2 separate regions of the Macaca mulatta genome follow, and region 2 is linked to region 1. The links are chromatin contacts, called in public Hi-C maps. All regions are on one chromosome and are shown on one strand. Each heading gives the region's core, a stretch centred on a gene start, on an enhancer-like site or on the middle of the called end of the contact. The rest is flanking DNA. Distances are from core to core; before and after follow the strand shown.

Region 1 (3,133 bases), core at 415-2,914:
CTTCTAGACAGCAGAAACATGACTGCTTAGAAGGTCATTAAAAATTCAAATCCTGAACATTTCTTAATCCTGCGGATATGAATCAGTAACTCTTAAAAGCAAAATGTTATTTATCATTAAATATTAATAATATAATCACATTTTCTTGCATCTCTGGCAAGTATCTTGGTACAACAATTTTAAGGAACAGACTTTTTTTTTTTTTCTGAGATGGAGTCTGGCTCTGTCGCCTAGGCTGGAGTGCAGTGGCGCGATCTCAGCTCACTACAACCTCCGCCTCCCGGGTTCATGCCATTCTCCTGCCTCAGCCTCCCGAGCAGCTGGGACTACAGGTGCCCGCCACCACGCCTGGCTAATTTTTTTTTTTTTTTTTTTTTGTATTTTTAGTAGAGACGGGGTTTTACCGTGTGAGGCAGGATAGTCTCGATCTCCTGACCTCATGATCCGCCCGCCTCGGCCTTTCAAAGTGCTGGGATTACAGAAGTGACCCACCGCGCCCGGCCAGAACAGACTCTTTAACAGCAGTTAAAGAGTCTGGCTCACGCCTATAATGCCAGTACTCTGGGAGGCCGAGGCGGGAGGATCGCTTAAGACCAGGAGTTTGCCACCAGCCTGGGCAACACTGTGAGATCCTACCTCGGAAAAAATAATAAAGAAAAACAAAGCAGTTTTAGGTTTAGAGGGGGGAAAGTAGCTCTCCAAGCCAAAAACCAACTCCCAAGGTGCTCCTGTGAACTCGTCCTGGGAAAATTTCCTATCTAATCTCAAAGGCAAAACGAGCCCACGGGCGCCCACGACACATTTCCCAACCACAAGGATTGGTCACCCGCGCTGAGACACCGCCAGCTGCCTATGACCTAGCCTCCAAAGCGGCAGAGTACCTCCCTCTCTCTCCCTAAACTTCCGTGATGGGCATCCCTCGGCTCTCCTCCCAGACGGTTCGGAAGTAGGGACTTCTGCTCCTAACCCCAGCCCCGCAGCCTCGCCCTCAGCCACGGGGTGGAAGTCAACACCACAGGCTTCAAATCCCCTCCCAATTCCGGGACGCTTCTGTCCCCCCACGGTGACGCCGGATCAAGTACCAGCGCCCCTGCCGCAGCCGGGGGCTGTGGTCTGGGTCCGAGTGTCCCATACCGGCGCGTTCCGGGGAGGTCGTGGGAGGGGCCCCGCGCGACCACAGACGTTGCTTCGGAGCTAGCGGCCTGGACGGAAGGTGGGAGCCAGGCCGAGGGGAGCCGCCGGAGAGGGAGGTGGCCAGGAAATGCTCCGCGTCAGGCCGTCGGGGCTCGGCCGGCGCTGGAGATTCCGGCAACGAGCGCCTGGGACGTAGAGGCCGCGCACTGTGAGGATTAAGGGAGCAGAGGGCGGCCTGGAACGGGGAAGGCGGCAGTGACGGGGGACGGAATGTGGGACTAAGGACAGCGGGAGGCACCGACGCGCAACTGCCCCGGCCCCGCGGACGGCACGGACCGATCGCCCCGCCGCCCCCAGCCCGAGACGCCCCGCAGCCCCGCTCCCGTAGCTGAGAGCTGGGCAGCTTTTAGCTCCAGTCCGTCCGCTCCGTACCTCGCCCGCGTCTCCGCCGGCGTCCAAACCGCCGCTCTCCCGCTTCGCTCGGGTAAGTCGGGGCTCCCAGGTTCGCTCCCGCCTCACACCCACCCTCCTCCTCGCCCCGCCCCCGGCACCGCCAGCGAGCGCACGTCACGCACGGCGCGTAAACGTCACTTCCGGGGCCTTTGGTTCTTGACGGGAGGAAGTGCGAGTGGATCCAAAGCGTCGAGCGAAGTGGGGTAACGCCCTGACGCCGAAGAGCAAATGGAAGAGGGCGGCCTCCGGGCTAAAGCTGGGGCGCTGAGGAGCCCTGGAGAAACCGGCGTTTCCTAATCTGTGGCTCAGTCCCTGCTTCCGGCTTCCGACGCGCAGCAGCCGGAGGGCGACGCTGCGGCCGCGGTGGTAGCGCGAATGGCAGGTGGAGCGGAGCCACTGCGCCGAGGGACGCTTCAAAAACTATGAGTTTCAGCCCTTCGCGGATCCTAGGATGTGACAGGTGTTCGAGTTAAAAGGTCTTAAGGCGATCGGTTGATTCAAAAGCAGCTGAATCTTTAGGAGGCCCAGGCAGGAGGATCGCTTGAGACCAGGGCCACAGAGCAAGATCCTCGTCTCTACAAAAGAAATTTTACAAATCAGCCGGGCATGATGGCGGGCACCTGTGGTCCCAACTACTGGGGAGGCTGAGGTGGGAGGATCGTTTGATAGCCCAGGAAGTTGAGGGTGCAGAGATGCCATCTCTGAACTCCAGGCCAGGTGACAGCAGAGCGAGATCCTGTCTCAAAAACAACATACTCGACACCCAGAAGTGAAATAAATTAGCCAGTGTCACAAAGTATTAATGGTTGAGTCACAAATTGAATCCTGTTTACGTGATTCTTTACGTGATTCCCATGTAAGGAATGTTAAAACAGTAAATACTAATTGCTGTGCGTCCTGGATGCCATCAATGGCGTAACGTGCAGTCACAGCAAGAAAAAAAAGAAAATACTGTGCTGTGGCTGTGAGATAGACCTGGGTTGAAATCCCAGCTTTGCTAATTGTCGCTGCGGTGTTCTTGGACAGGTTGCCTAATTTTTCCGTCTTTTTTTTTTTTTTTTTTTTTTTTGAGAGTCTCACTCTGAACTGGAGTTCAGTCGTGGGAGCTCAGCTCACTGCAACCTCCGCCTCCTGGGTTCAAGCGATTTTCTCACCTCAGACTCCTGAGTAGCTGGAATTACAGGCACCTGTCACCACGCCCAGTTCTTTTTTTTTTTTTTTTTGTATTTTTAGTTGATACAGGGTTGCACCATGTTGGCCAGGCTGGTTTTGAATCCTGACCTCAAGTGATCTGCCCACCTTGGCCTCCCAAAGTGCTAGGATTACAGGCGTGAGCCACCGCGCCCTGCTAATGTTTGTATTTTTACTAGAGACAGGGTTTCACCATATTGACCAGGCTAGTCTTGAACTCCTGACCACAAGTGATCCACCAGCCTTTGTCTCCAAAAGTGCTGGGATTACAGGCATGAGCCACCGCGCCCGGCCCGAATTTCTAGTCATTATTCGTTATTGTTAAAGTGGGGATTAATTGATTCGTTTCTCAGAT
Region 2 (3,133 bases), core at 188-2,687, 85 kb after region 1:
AAGTAAGCTTTGTACCTCTCTGTCCTTTTTAGGGTACCTGGACCCGGAATAAATCCTAGCCCTGGGGCACGATTTGTAGAATCCTAACTGTCCCAGCAGCAGAGATCATTTTTACTCTGTCTTGTCTGACATCAGTGGGACCAATTGAATTGTGCATTCTTTTTTTTTTTTTTTTTTTTTTTTGAGACGGAGTCTCGCTCTGTCGCCCAGCCCAGGCTGGAGTGCAGTGGCACGATCTCGGCTCACTGCAAGCTCCGCCTCCCGGGTTCACGCCATTCTCCTGCCTCAGCCTCCCGAGTAGCTGGGACTACAGGCGCCCACAACCGCGCCCGGCTAATTTTTTGTATTTTTAGTAGAGACGGGGTTTCACCGTGGTCTCGATCTCCTGACCTTGTGATCCGCCCGCCTCGGCCTCCCAAAGTGCTGGGATTACAGGCTTGAGCCACCGCGCCCGGCTGAATTGTGCATTCTTTATGTCCAGGTTGCTCAATCAAGCTCCTCTTTATTGGAATGCAGTGCTCCCACAGGAGCGTGTGGCCCCTCAGAGCTCCCTCCTGTAACCGGTGCTGGTGGTGGTTACCTGTCTAGGGACAGGTCTGTCTGCCCAGGAGAGAAAGAGTTGAGTTTCACGCAGTTGATCCCCCACGTTTCTTCCTGCGTTTACAGGCTATGCCGTCTGTAGCTCTGATGTCCGATCTGGGTGTGCCAACTCTCCTGCCTTCTACCATAACAGACACTGTCACCACCACTACATAGCCTTTCAAATGATGGCACTCTCTTTTGGTGGTACCCTTGCTCTCTTTTTATACCTAGAAGCAGCAGAATGAGTGGTGTGTTTAACTGATACACATTGGTCCCATGATAGGTGTTTATTTTTATTAAAAAACGTTCACGTGTGATTTTTTTTTTTCTTGAGAGGGAGCCTCGCTCTGTTGCCCAGACTGAAGTGCAGTGGTGCAATCTCTGCTGACTGCAAGCTCCGCCTCCTGGGTTCATGCCATTCTCCTGCCTCAGCCTGCCTAGTAGCTGGGACTACAGGCACCTGCCACCATGCCCAGCTAATTTTTTTTTGTATTTTTAGTAGAGACGGGGTTTCACCGTGCTAGCCAGGAAGGTCTTGATTTCCTGACCTCTTGATCCACCCACCTCGGCCTCTCAAAGTGCTGAGATTACAGGCGTGAGCCACCACGCCTGGCCTCATGTGTGATTTTTAACAAAACTTTAAAATTTGGAATACTTAATAACTTTAAATCTATAGGAAGCCGTAAAGATAGTACAGACAGGTCCTGTGTACTCTTCTAGTTTGCTTAATGGTTATATCTTACATAACTGTAATATAATGTCGAAACCTGGAAATTGATATTTGTGCAACGTATGTGTATAGTGTCATGCACATTTTATCTCATACGTAGATTCCTGTAGCCACCGCCATAGTCAAGATACAGAACTATTCCATTACCCCAAAGACTTCCCTCCTGCCTTTTTAGTCACATCCTGTGTCAGCAGTCCCCAGGGCTGCCCCCAGGTTTCGTAATTCGCTTGGGGCTCTCACAGGTCATACTTACTCCTTGCTATGGTTTGTTGCAGTGACGGGATACAAAGCAGGATTAATAAAGGGTAGTTGTGCATTGAGCAGATTCTACAGGACACCAGCACTGTTAAGATTCGAAGAGTCTTCTCCCAGCAGAGTTGCCCAGGATGTGCTTACTTCCCCAGCCGTAAACTCTAGCAACACGTGTGAAGTGTTTTTTATTGTGAAAGCTCAGGTACGCCTCAGAATCCAGGGCTTTTACTGGAGGCTGGTCACATAGTGTATTCGTTCGTTCATTCTCACATTGCTATAAAGAAATACCTGACACTGAGTCATTTATAAAGAAAGGAGGTTTGATTAGCTCACAGTTCTACAGGCTATACGGGAAGCATTGCAGCTTCTGCTTCTAGGGAGGCCTCAGGAAGCTTCCAATCACAGTGGAAAGCAAAGAGGGAGCAAAGTGTCTCCCCTGGTGGGAGCAGGAGCAAGAGAGAAGGTGCTACACACTTTTAAACAACCAGATCTCACAAGCACAGAACCACAGGGGGTGGTGCGAAACCATTCATGAGTAACTGCCCCATGATCAGATCACCTTTCACAGGCCCCACTTCCAACACTGGGGATTACAATTCAACATGACATTTGGGTGGGGACACAGATCCAAACCATATCACATAGGCATATAGTCCCTTTGGGACTGACCACTGTTAGAGCAACTCCAAAAGGAAAGCAGGTGTTTACCATAAATCATACAATTTGCACAAAATATCTAGACAAGCTGGAACAGTGTGGTTCAGTACCGTAACCATACAAAATATCCGTATCACTTAGGGCATAGGGCTAGTACAAGACCTCAGTTTCTAGAAGCTGACCAAGGGCCAGTCTAACCCAGCTGACCAAGCAGGCCCGTCTGAGAATGTGCATCATTTGAGCAACGCAAGCCTGCTGGGTTAACTGTTTATACCATTTTCCTTCCCCTCCTCTCCCTTGCCTTCACCACTCTTAACCTGGAAAAAGCACTAATTTGTTCTCCATATCTGTAGCTTTGTCATTTGGAAAGGTTGTATAAATCCTAGAGTATGTGACCTTTTAAGATACACTTTTTAAAAAAGTCAACATGTTGCTCTTGAGCCTCCAGGTTTTTGCATGTGTTAATAGTGTGTCCTTTTTAGTGTGGTCATGCCCCAGTTTGTTTACCCATCCCATAGATGTTTATTTTCCCTTGTAAAGTTGGTTAGCATGTATAATTTTTTTTTTTTTTTTTTCTGAAACAGAGTGTTCTCTGTTGCCCAGGCTGGAGTGCAGTGGCATGACCTCAGTTCACCTCAACCTCTGCCTCCTGGGTTCAAGTGATTCTCCTGCCTCAGCCTCCTGAGTAACTGGGACTACAGGCGCATGCCACCATGCCCAGCTAATTTTTGTATTTTTAATAGAGATGGAGTTTCACTGTGTTGACCAGGCTGGTCTCAAACTCCTGACCTCGTGATCTGCCCGCCTTGGCCTCCCAAAGTTCTGGGATTATAGGCATGAGTAACCGCGCCCATCCAGCATGAGTAATTTTAACATAATGGCTAATCACCCATGAGAGGAGGAGACTTTTGA

Evidence for each region. A called contact is a pair of places that touch in the nucleus more often than the background predicts.
Region 2: a contact with region 1 is called in a Hi-C map of fetal cortical plate, with 3 times the contacts expected there. The contact joins the enhancer-like site here to the promoter of RABGEF1 in region 1. A contact is called at or near these places in 5 of 14 Hi-C or Micro-C datasets (CD4 T cells, fetal cortical plate, fibroblasts and 2 more).

Annotation. Positions count from the first base shown.
Region 1 is chr3:58,411,783-58,414,915 of T2T-MMU8v2.0, forward strand. It overlaps RABGEF1 (RAB guanine nucleotide exchange factor 1), which reads right to left and starts at 1,665. Exons shown (of 8, transcript XM_077996649.1): 1 at 1,567-1,665.
Region 2 is chr3:58,497,219-58,500,351 of T2T-MMU8v2.0, forward strand. It overlaps the pseudogene LOC698613. Among named protein-coding and RNA genes, the nearest start is that of KCTD7, 32 kb to the left of the region's middle. Within about 2 kb of position 1,438, at least 2 of the 40 cell types and tissues checked have an H3K27ac peak or open chromatin away from gene starts, as enhancers often do.